Regions from separate parts of the Cyprinus carpio genome. Here region 2 is linked to region 1. Evidence: chromatin contacts called from public Hi-C data. All regions are on one chromosome and are shown on one strand. Each heading gives the region's core, a stretch centred on a gene start, on an enhancer-like site or on the middle of the called end of the contact. The rest is flanking DNA. Distances are from core to core; before and after follow the strand shown. Region 1 has its middle 44 kb from the start of LOC109071295. Region 2 holds the start of LOC109050146 (TBC1 domain family member 22B-like).

Region 1 (6,714 bases), core at 1,771-4,270:
TTAACTACAGCACAACTGGTTTCTATGGTACATTTACAGGAAGGTGTTTGTTATATGCTAATCAGAGGGATAATTATACATTTTGGTATTGTAGTAGCAACACAGGCCATCAATAGTGTGGATAGAGATCACAAAGCAGATCTCTCCTCCCATCACAATGAAAAAAACTTAGTCATTATGACTAAATCAGGATGCACGACACCACCATCTGATCCGTAATTAATGAGCCCGCAAGATCAGTGCCAAAAAACAACAGAGTTTGTAGCAACAAGACACACAAGAGGGGGAAGGAAGCCATTATGGATCCAAAACACAGTGTAGTGTTTATATATATCTCTCTGGAAATAAGTGCTATAGCTGAGTGCTGTCTTCAGCAGCATCATTTCTGCTGGTCCGGCTCTCTAATGAGACCAGATTCAATAAAAGACACTTAGAGATCCACAGCCGGAAGAGACAATGCAAATAGAGTTTATTCTCAGCCTGGATGTCTGGTTTTCTTGGAAAACAGAGATGAAGCAATCGGGCTATGATGTTTATTTGATTTAGGGTCCCTCTTGCTCTCTTCACCCACTCCCAAACAGAATAAGAGAGAGATACATGTCTGTCTGGGAAGAAAAGCGGATGAAAAAAGCAGATTGAGTTTGAAAAGCAAGCACTTTATCTGCTAATACACTTATTATATATGGATGAAATATATTTACAGCACTTTTATGATTTCTCAGTCTTTCTAAAAACTCAGAAATGACTTATTTCTTAAAGGGATAGTTCACCCAAAAATGAAAATTCTGTCATTAATTACTCACCCTCATGCCGTTCCAAACCCGTAACACCTCCATTCATCTTCGGAAAACACAAATTAAGATATTTTTGATGGAATCTGAGAGCTCTCTGACCCTCCCACAGACAGCAAGGGTCCTTACACGATCAACATCCAGAAACATAGCAAGGAGATCGGTAAAATAATCCATGTAACATCAGGGATTTAACCGTAATTTTACAAAGCTACGAGAATTCTTTTTGTGCACAAAATAAAAAAAATAACGACTTTATTCAACTATTCGTCTTCACCCTACCTCCCTTTTTGAAGCGTATCCACTGAACACAAACAGCGTATGTTGTTCTGTGTCAGCCGCTCCACACAGATACGGTGTTTTTTTTAGTTCAAATCAAAGCACAAACAACATAGAATACACTGTCTGCGTTCAGTGGATATTCTCCAAAATGGCGTAAGGGTGACACGGAGACGAATTGTTGAATATAGCGTTATTTTTATTTTTTTTGCACAAAAAGTATTCTCGTAGCTTCGTAAAATTACGGTTGAACCCCTGATGTCACACAGATTATTTTACCGATCTCCTTGCTATGTTTCTGGACATCGATCGTGTAAGAACCCTTGCTGTCTGGGGGAGGGTCAGAGAGCTCTCAGATTCCATCAAAAATATCTTAATTTGTGTTCTGATAATCAATGGAGGTCTTACGGGTTTGGAACGGCATGAGGGTGAGTAATTGATGACAGAATTTTCATTTTTGGGTGAACTAACCCTTTAAAACCAAACAAATGATCTTTATATCTCAAAATTTACAGAACCAATTCCCCATTCACTCATTTCAAAAGCATGTGGAAATCCACAAGGCCTGAAATGCATTATCAAATACAGTTTTTCATCTTTTTTACAAGTCTCCATTTCATTCACCTGCTCCGCTATACAAATCACAATGCATTAGTGAGCAGCGGCTATAAGAATGAGCTGATATCCTTTGATAGCTGCCCCGTCACCCCACTCCCTCCGGTTCTCTTCCCCGCTTTTGTGTCTCTGTGAACTTGGCCTATTTGGAGGCCCACACAAAAGCATCCTAAAGGACGAGGGTCCCGCGCCACACACAGAACACAACCCTCTGCCTCAGTGTGAGACGAAAACACACCGACCAGTCTACGCTCATTCACTTGCACAAATACATCACACAATAAATGAATGCCAGTTTTTTTCTTTCTTTCTTTATTAGATTGTACAGATGCTTTGCATCAGTTGAACTCGATGCCCCCAGAAGGACAGTGGCGCCAATAAACTCCCTTAAACTGCTTTATTAAAGGTAAACTAATTTAGGAATTGGATATGCCTAAAATGATTTACAGAATTAAATTAAGGTTGTATTTTCAAGTTACATGTACTATTGTAATGGGTGTGTAGAGCTAGGCCTTTGTAGTTACAAACACAATTAAATAGGCCATAACATAGTAGATATGCTCTTTCCCAAATAATATGTAGTAGTACTAGGAGATAGCAATGCAACCAATTCTCTCTAAACTTGTCCAACAAGTCCAAGTTAAACCAGATTAATCTAGTTTGCTGGTCTTAGTTGGTCAGATAGATAGATAGATAGATAGATAGATAGATAGATAGATAGATAGATAGATAGATAGATAGATAGATAGATAGATAGATAGATAGATAGATGGCAGAGAAACTGAATGATATAACGAGAGTTATAATGCTAGAAAGATAGATAGAACTATAGAACTATAGAATGATATATAGATAGACAGACAGACAGATAGAAGGATAGATAGAATGATAGATAGAATGTCAGATAGAACATTAGATAGAACAATAGATAGAAGGACAGATAGATAGACAGACAGACAGACAGACAGACAGAAGGATAGAACGTTAGATAGAATGAACGATATAACAATAGAACGATAGATAGAATGATAGATAGAACGATAGATAGATAGAATGATAGAACGATAGATAGAACGATAGATAGAACGATAGATAGATAGATAAAGACACTGAAACATATAAAATATAAGTATGTTAAATATTGTTAGCCGTATTTGAATCAGTAGTCAGGGCACTTTTCCAAGCTTCAGATAAAACAAAACAAAGCCATGCAAAATAAAGGCTAAACTCTTGTGAAAACTTCCTACTTCATTCCTTGGCTCTGACCCCATTCATCCCACCCACAATGCCCTGCTGGAATTCCTAATGGGTGGGTGCACTCAAGGGGAGGGTTGGGGGGAGGTTAGAAGGGGGTCCCAGCAGCATTCCGCCGTAGAGATCCCAGCCAATGGATCTAGATTGGAGAGGAGGAGACAAGAAGAGGGGGGAGTTCAGATTTGGGCTGGGCTTTGCTAGCTTCTTCCCATGAACCTCATGTACATGGTACACCAAAGACAGCGCGCTCACACACACTGCGAAACACAGACCCATCAAAACCAATTACGGGTGACTGGGGCGTCCAAAGAGAGCATGGACATAGGATGAAATTGGGGTCACAGAGAGAGTTTAGGGAGGCTGTTCCTGGAACCAATAGGTTACAGAGCACCTCCTGTAGCCTTTTGTCTTCATAAATCCATGGTTGTCTTTAAGACGCCTTTCCACTAAGAACAAATGTGTCATGAAGAATCAATGCTAGACTAAAGAAAATTGAGGTAGATGGATTTAACAGCATCTTGAAACATATAATTGTTCAGTTTATGTTCTATGCTTCTATGTTCTGATCATCATAAACTGGATTTATTTTGCAATAAAAAGCAGCTAACTATACATTGCAACTTACCAAAAAAATAAATAAATAAATGGGCATGAAATATTTATTTCAGTCAACAGGAAAAAAAAAATAGTCAAAATGATGTGTGAAGAAAGTGAAAACAATAGCACAATAATTGTTCAAGCTCCGCCCATAGTAGTTAGTGTTGCTAACTTATACCAGTTTGTGCAACATTCAAAATTCATTGAGAATGACTTTCAAATTTGAACCGGGTACACAAACAGAATACAGAATTGCAATTCAATTTAAATTAAACTGAAATTCAAAGAAATTCATATGACTGTAACAGTTGATAATGTATAGAGAATGTATTTAGTTTATATACTTTGTAACAGATAAAATCTCTAAATAATAATACATACACACACACACACACACACACACACATGCATTATCATTATAGTTCAATTTCATATATTTTAATATGCATAATTATTACCATTGTAATTCACTTTCTCTGAATTACAAATCCTCTGTCAATCCAATCCAAATTCCAACTTCAGCTTCCCAATTCCAAAATCTAATTCCAACTTCCTGTGTCAAATGTCCAGGACTCATTAATTGAAAGGAAGTCAATTCTTTAATTCTGAATAACCATTACAAAACACAACAGAATGCTGCCACTGTCCAATCGGAATCAAGTATTCCAGAGAGCCACATAATGAAGTGAGATCTCATGAGGTATTAAAAGATAACACAGACCGACTGAGGTGAGATATGAAAGGAACTCTTAAAGGAAACTGACGCTTTACCACTTTTAACATCTGAAAAAGACTTGACCTTCCTCATGAACCCTAACATGGTCAAAGCCAAAGGGCTTCTTAAAGGGCAAGAGGTATTGACACATCAACCACTTCAACACCTTCACAAAGATATTCATAGATGTCTTTAACAAAAACAAAACAAAACAAAAAATGATCATCTTATTAATGAATTGCAAGATGCATTTTGTCATCATTTTGCAGCACAGGAAACAGGCCTTATTAGGTAATGTGGAAATGTTATAAACAATACTAACATGAAACAATGCATGGATTAAATACCTCACTTCCTTCTCACCAGCATCCTTTTCAGCACAGAACAAATAAAACAAAACAAAAATATTTGTAGCTGCACACTGAATAATAAATTCAAAGCGCTTTGAGATGGAGCCAGATTCACATGACCTGTACTGTGTTGGTTTGCCAAGGAGGCACAGAGTTCATTCGCTGTACGGCGCCATCTATCAATCAGCTGAGGAACACAATGGCCTGTTTCTCAGAACTTCCTCAACAGGAATAACATGCTTGGAATTACTGGCAACAAACAGCTTTTTTCCAAATTACAGAGTGTTTTGTTCATGTGATGATCACAGAATGATTATAGTACTTGTCGTTCAAAGAGTTATCCACCGGCTTATGATGACTAACTACAGCGGTCATGTGGGCTAAACATCATACTGCATCACCGATGGCTGCTTGAAGATCCATGGAGATAATGCTATAAAGCAGTGTTGCAGGCAGCAGGGGAAATAATACTAAATTGGAATCCTAAAAAAAAAACATTTAACATTGTAACATTTAACAAAAATTAAGAGATTTCATTTAACATCACTGTTAAATGTCTTAAACTTAGTGTTAGATGATGATGAAAGTTAATGTAAATAAAAAAGCACAATTAAATTTAACTGGTATATACACTACTGTTCAAAATTTCAAAAATGAATACTTTTATTCAGCAAGGATCCATTCAATTGATCAAAAGTGACAGTAAAGATGTGTAAATTGTTACATTAAAATTCTATTTTAAATAAACGCTGTTCCTTTTAACTGTTCCTATAGTTATCATTTTAACTGTTCCTATAGTTATCAAAGTGATTTTAAAGACATGTCTTCAATTTTGTACAATAAACAATTCTATTAATCATTGATTTCAAATGTAAAATCTACATCCTGAAGCAAAACCAGTTGAGAATCACTGCTCTAACATCCTTGAAGTGATTATAAAATGCTTGAATGGTGATGGATACTATTTCCAAATATAACACATTGATGCAGTTACTCTGCCCTCTTAAACGTGTGTGTGTGGGAGTGGAAGGCAGGGTTAGGTAAGGTGATGGTGGTAGTTTTGATGTATTATATGCCAGAATGCTCTGTCTGTTCCAGCACAGCGCAGGGTTTGGGTGGCAGCCAGACTCTTCTGTTACCATGAGAACCATTTACTCCAGTCTGGCATCACAAGAGCATTTCAGCCCTTTGCTACAGGATGAACCAGTCAATACAAAATAAATAAATAATCAAATAAATACAACATGCCTGACAAAAGCGGACAGCAAGGTGTATAAATAGTGAATTCCCCAAATATATTCAATGGTCCATCATCCCAGATGGCCAAAATCCCTATAAATTCCACAAAAGAAAACGCTGTCAAGTAGTTCTCGGAACAAAACACAGTCATACTCTGTTGGACAGGAAGGAGAATTCCCGGGTAATTCCACAGAATCTGTGTGTCAGCAGAGGGATATTACACTCTTTAAAAACAACAGGGGCCACGGGCAATGATGTACAGCAGAGTGAGGGAGGGTGGACATAAACATTACTAGAAAAATATGAAATATTCGGGAAAGGTCACCGACATTGAACGGAAAGTCCATGCACTCATGAGGCTTGAAATTTGATGAGTAATAATTTGACTAAGGAAATTGTTAGAGCCAGGATTGTTGTATAAATATAAGGGCCAAGTTTCTTATTATTAGTATCACAAGATGTGTTTTAGCTGTCATATAGCGCTCCCTGCTGGCAATACCTGCTTCAGTTCAAATGCATCATTCCCACAGGAAAGCTAAAGAGCTTAATCACTGAATTTAACTGAAAATAAATAAATAAATAAATCTTCTTAAGTAGTTTTGTCTTGCAATATCCTAACATCCTTTAAACAAGACACAGTATATTTACATTAGTCTTGATTTCAGATAAATCCAACATAGAGAACACAAGTTTATTTTCTTAATTTTCTTGTTTTAAGCATTAATTTCAATATATTTTAAGTTTTTTTCTAAAAAATGTAATGATTAAATCATGTTACCATCATAAAAAGCATCATTAATTGTTAAATTAATAAATTAATTATGTAATAAAATGCTGATATAATAAATTTGATGGTTTTTTTTGGCAGCTAACA
Region 2 (6,616 bases), core at 3,327-5,826, 120 kb before region 1:
CATATACTGGCTGTAAGCTAAGAAAAAAAAAGCTGATGGGTGCTATAAAGAGAGTCAGAAACAGGACTGGGTGATCCTGACTTTTTTAAGCCTTTTCATAAAACAGTACCTGACATACATCTCAATATTTACGTATTTACAGCCTCATGCTGTTCCAAAACCGTATGACTTTCCTTGTTCAATGGAATAAAAAAGGTACAACTCTAAGGAATATCCTGGCCACTTTTCTATGTAAAGAAAGGTTGACTGGGAACATCAACTTTTAAAATGAGATGAAAGGCACCATAAAAGTACAGCAAAGCTTTAAATCAGAGATGCTATCAAAACATTTCTTTGCCCTCATACTTCTGAGTCACTGAGTCAAAAGAATAGGAGGGATAGTGAAACTAGATTAATGACACAGATGGTTTTATGACAGAATACTAACTTATTGCATTCCACATAATATAGCCCATGCAACAGTTTCAGATAGTACATTACATTACATACACTACCATTAGGAATGCACAATATTTAATGCGCATCCTGTCAGTAAAGCCAGTTCTGTAATCAGTGGTAAATCTCTACACATACATGCTTTCACGTGGAGCAGCATTTACTACACAGTGGGTTGTTCACTGACAAGCTGCACAAAACCACAATCATATTTTGCACAGCTTGTCAGTGAACAATGGCTCTGAGTAGTAAATGTTGCTCCACGTAAAAGCACACACATGTAGAGATTTACCGCTGATTACAGAACCGGCTTTACTGATGAGATGCGCATTAAATATCAAGCCGATATTTATTGTGCATCCCTAGCTACCATTCAAAAAAAATATATACGGATACTATTTTTATACACAAGGATTCATTAATCTGATCAAAAGTGGATTGGTTAGGGTTAAGTTTAAACCTGAGTGGTGTACACCATTAAGGAAATCAAATCAGATCATGAATCACAGCAGTCACATAGAAATGGAAAGTCAAGTTAAATACATTGTATTATGAGGTACAGAGTGCTTACTATTTTGGATGTTTGGCAAATAATTTGTCTTCTATGTAAGCAATGCATACATAAAAGTTGCATACTATGAACAGATTATATAATACATACTGCAGAAACAGTAAGAATATTAATGCATTATGCTATTCTGAACACTGCCTCTAGAAAAAAGTAACAACCAAAGAAAAGTTGCATTAAAATCATTATGACATTTGTATACTGCAAATATACTCTGAATATTCAATATATCCCCCAGCCCTAGTCAGAAACACACATGAAAAAACAAATATCTGGAGATGCAGAGGTAGTTTAAAACAATTCCAGAGCAGGAAAATAGACTTGCTAGTGCTTGTTGACAGCAAAAAATACATCTCAAATTAAAAGCCAAGCACACTGCTGGTTCCTCTGCATCACTACAACATATAAATATTAATCTCTACAATATTAGAGGCTATTGTGATTAACTGTGCAATATCTTGCATAATTCCGAGAGAAGTTCAAACACTGCAGTGCTAAGCAGAATTTTTACGGGCAACACAGGGCCATAGGTGTGGTCATATTGTTGAAAGGAAAATTAACAGTATGCTTGTTACAAGGCCCTTTTCTGGTGAAATCAACACAATACTAAATGCATTATGTGCAAATGGGACCACAGAATAATTGGCAAAAGCACAATGCCACTGAAATACGGCTCATCAATTTTAATGCGTGTAGAAAATAAAAGGTAAATTACTTCTAGATATGTAAGCAAGCTGCTCGCATTTGCATTAAATATTGGGCTGTGAGCAAGGAGTGTGTTTGAGTATGCGAGCAGTTTCCCGGAGGGCAGCCTTATCTTAAATGTATGCTGTTCCTTCTGCCACACACACACACACACACACACACACACACACACACACACACACACACAAAAAAGACTTTTCCACACTATAATCTACTTACAAAAGCTAACAGAGTGGGAAAACTGTCAATGTAATTAGTAATTTCCATTGAGAATTTCATTAACATGCTGTTATAATGAATCAAACAGGTCTATAATTCAGTTATCAACTAACATGAAGACATACTCTGTGAATGAACACCTTTTTGTGTCCCTTTCTACAGCTGTAGGTCATGTTATTTTGACTAGGATGACACCAAGGTTGTTTGGTGGCATCTAGTATCACTTTTGCATGCTCTGTCCTTTCTGTTAAATGAGATCAATGGTGGGAAAGAGGCCACACCTCTCATCCTCTCATGTTACAGCCAGATCACACCCACTGCGCGTCCTTCAAATGCTGCCAATTCACCCGAACAAGCAACTCAAACAGTCTGAAATCACAACCACACCCAAACAATAACGGCTGCTTCAGCTCAACCTGTTCATCTTTCCCATCACAGAGGGGAATCCCATCCATTTCTAATATCACCTTCATTGTGCAATGCTCATACAGCAATTTTCTAAAGGTATGAGACCATGAAAACTAGATCACATTTCAATTTTCAGAAAAAAAGAACTGATAAAAAAAAGAGAATTGCTTCCCAAAAAAAAGCATGACTTTTTTGTCAATGGATAAGGCATTAAAGTTCAGGAATTTGTAATTATTTAAAAAGAGAGAAAGAAAAAAAGAACGTGAGACAACATCACCATATTATTATTATTATTATTATTATTATTATTATTATTATTATTATTATTATTTAGTTTCTTTTTATTACACTACATTTAAAAATTTTAGGGTCCGTGGATTTTTTTTTTTTAAAGAAAACGTGACACTTTTATTCAACAAGGACAGATTAATTTGATTTAAAAACAGACTGATCCAAAAATTAATTTGATCTAAAATATTGATTTATTAAAAAGAAAAACATTTATAATGTACAAATATATATATATATATATATATATATATATATATATATATATATATATATATATATATATATATATATATATATATATATATATATATATATATAAGAAATGTTTCCTGAGCTGCATTTAAACCTTATTCAGGTTAGATGCCATACTAAATTTAACGAAAATTTTAAAAAAAATTCCTATGAAAGTTTTTTTGTCAGGTGAATGTTTTTATACAATACATAAAATAAAAAAAAAAACACATTGGACTGGAATGGCTGTTGTATTTTAAAATACGGTTTTAAAATAAAAAATTGAGATAACAGCAAATGATCTGTAACTTTAACTTTAATGATGACAACTTCCATGAATACAACTCAGGCTAATATATGTTTAAAAGACTAAAATTAAACTAGTGGACAAAAACATATAAAACACTGTATTTTAACATGGTTGGAAATCAATATTCCCCCATTAAAAAGTCATTAAAATGCCCCTGAAAATCAATTCCATCGTATTTACATTACCTCTTACAGAAAAAAAGTGAATTTCTGTGACCGCTGTGCACCAGCAGCACTTACGCAGAAAATCGTCCAAACTGACTGCATGAGAGTTCCTCTTTTGCAAAATTACACAAGGCCCGATATATAATCTGATCTACTGGAAACTGTCCAGTCATCACAAGCTTGCGTTCACACAGTCAGATGAACTGATTCTGTCTGCGACCATGAAAATCCAAACAACCCGCAATGAAGCACACTCAGCAAACTCTGTCCAGGCTAAACAAAAGGCCCAGCACGGACAAACTGAACCAACCTAGATGACAGCTTTAACAAGTTCAAATATTATTTAATTAAATACTGTTTTGAAAACATCAAAAACCAATGCTTATGTAAGCAGTTGTCTTTCCTTTACAAAAATTACCATGGTAAGCACTGATTAGTGCATAGATAGCATTGCATAGTACAGAATTATTACTGTAACATCATAACAAATTATGATCAGGTCATACAGTTTAAAAAGCTTTTTGTTGTTTGATTAAAACAGCAGCTAAAACCCAAGTTACCACAGTGTTATATCAGTAACAATAAAGCCTTTCGGTGATAACTATGATTACAATGTTATACCTAGTAAGGGTTCACAAAGAGCAACACTAGCTTCGCTTCCATATGGCCACAACTGGACACCACAACAGCGGTTTCGTATTATGCACAAATAATCTTAATTTTGATCTTTACAACATGAGCAAAAACGCAGCGAACGTCCAGTATATCCAGTATAACCAGCATGTTGTCAAGATAGACAGCTCACTATGTTTTGACACATAGCCATGGTGTCTAGTAAACAAAGCAGCTGGTCAGAGTCGATACATTAGCATAAAACGCCTTCTGAGTACAAAACAACGCACTTAAACCTACGTCAAAGAGGAAATAATTAATTAAACTCACCTTCCGGGAACCTTTGGGTTTCTCTTCCAGAAATGAATCCTGTTGTCGGTGGCCATGGCGAGAGGACGCCCAATTTCATTCACAAACAGCCATGAAAGCGAACACCACGCCGTCAACCGACATGTGCAGATATCCAACGGCGAAAACGATATTATTAGTTGTATTGCCGCATGTGTCTTACTTTGTTTCGATAAGTTATTGAGGGGTTTCTTTTCAACACAGGATGTGCCTACAGCGGTTCTGGATGGACGTCGCCATATTGGAGGTGCTTGAGGTCGCGCTGTGATTGGTTGAAATGACGAACAGGTGCATGGGAACGGACCAATGGGGGTTGCGTTTCAGTAGACGAAGACGCGTATTTTTAGTTATATATTTAGATATTTAGAAATGATGTTTTGAAAAATGCACACGCCTTATAATGTACAGAACAACACAATATAGCCTACTGTAGAACATAAAGAGGACAGCAGTGTAATACAGAAGATCCAGAAAAATAATTATTATCGCATGATTGATACATTAACAGAATGCTCTCGTATCTGCATTCCAAAAGTTCCACAAATTCCTGCTACCAAAGTTCCAGAACTTTGTATCGCCCCTCTTTTGACGTTTGTTTTAATTTCCATTATTCCAAATGATTATTCTCATTACATACTCATTAGATTGCTGCGATACAGATATGATAAATCATTTAATTTGGAAACATAGATTTTTTTTTTTTTTTTTTTTTTTTAATGGGCATAAATGAAAAACAGTACACCAAATAATGCTATGATGAATAAATGTTTCACAAATAATGCCATTGTTTATTTTTCCACATTAAATAAACGTGATTAAGTCTCTTTTTAACAATTATGAATTATAATGCATTGGTGAAAGTGTCATTACGCAGTTCCCCAATTTGAACACTAGATGGAAGTAGTCACCCATATATTTATGGCGCTCTGCTTAGCTCTGCGTGAAATTCTTAACAGTTTCCTCTACTGTACTGAAGCCTGTAATTGCTGCAATATTCATCGTTTACTGAAATTATTATCAGCCGAATTATTATTACGTTTTTTGCAGACTTATGTTTTGCGAAGACTGATTGTTTCATAACATACGTTAAAAACACAACTTTCAACATTAGGTTACTATGTTAAAAAAAACTGATAATATTAAAACGTTATCCCTTTGTTTAATCACAAAATTGGCGTATTTTTAATAATACTTTTTTTTTAGAATTACATAAAATGAGGTAGCAGATTGATACTTTTATAAAGTATTGTTATGTTGCATGTACATTGTAAAGTAAATTGTTATGAACTGATGTTACATTAATAATACTGTATTAAAAAAAGACTGAGAACTGAATGCACTATTAAGTGTTTCTGTTATTAGAATGATTATTAATAAAGATATTAAACACTAACAACAGCTGCAGATGCATGAACAAAAAAGTAAACATGCCTTAGGCAAAACAATTATGCGAACATCCTTAGTGGAAAGTTGGACATAACACTTCCTGTGAACTATAGATGGAAAATAAGAACCTGTGGCCTCAAATAGCTTTTGCTATTGTTATTCTACAAGGGCCCTTAACCTGAGAAGAGAAGAACTTCCTACAGTAACCTTCAGGGTTAATTTACAAAAAGCAGATAGGGAAGTATTATGTTTGTGTCTGTAATGGATGTGGAAATGAGCACTAAACGGTGTGAATGAGTTCACTCCACTCCTGTGTTTGTGTTTGAGACCCTCCCGCTTGAAGAACTGCCCCCTCATTAAAGCACTTCCTTTGAGTTCATTCAGAGTGGCGGACACACGCGCCACACATGAAACAAACAGATGAAAGGTCATGCTAACTGCATCCTTAGGAAGCCATGGCATCTGTGGAATGCTGCTTTATTTTCCTCCTAATTCCCCTATGTTTGGGTTTTTTTGTTGAGTGAGTGCAAATGTGTGCATGTGCTGTTGGCTCTTCAGCACTACACGCTCCCAGAGTCAGGTTATCGAGTGCATGAACCAGGCGGATTTATCTCATTGGTCAGCAGACTGAGACAGGAAGACCTGAAAGACAACATCCTGCTTCAGCAGCATGTATGTCACTCTTTTCCGAAGAGAATTTATAAGGAAATACTCCACATAAGCACTTTATAGCTCACTCAGAGGAGATTGCTGTTGCTCAGAGGTTGCTCATTCATCGACTTAACTGAGATATAAAAGATGCAAATGAGACAATTGTGGACATATAGTGAGATTATTGAGCTATAAAATGATTGCTGACAGCACACTACCCTCCAAAGGTGAATCATATAGTTTTATACAAGTTCACCTTTAGTCACAAAAAATTGAGTTATGTAATAC

What was found. Hi-C and Micro-C count contacts between places; a contact is called where the count stands out from the background.
Region 2: a Hi-C map of liver shows a contact between it and region 1, with 11 times the contacts expected there. The contact joins the promoter of LOC109050146 here to the enhancer-like site in region 1. A contact is called at or near these places in 8 of 8 Hi-C or Micro-C datasets (liver, red blood cells and skeletal muscle).

The regions. Positions count from the first base shown.
Region 1 is chrA8:5,531,442-5,538,155 of ASM1834038v1, reverse strand. It overlaps the pseudogene LOC109071307. Among protein-coding and RNA genes, the nearest start is that of LOC109071295, 44 kb to the right of the region's middle. Within about 2 kb of position 3,020, at least 2 of the 8 cell types and tissues checked have an H3K27ac peak or open chromatin away from gene starts, as enhancers often do.
Region 2 is chrA8:5,649,578-5,656,193 of ASM1834038v1, reverse strand. LOC109050146 (TBC1 domain family member 22B-like) reads right to left here and starts at 4,576. Exons shown (of 13, transcript XM_042761756.1): 1 at 4,274-4,576; 2 at 1-17. The coding sequence starts at 4,329.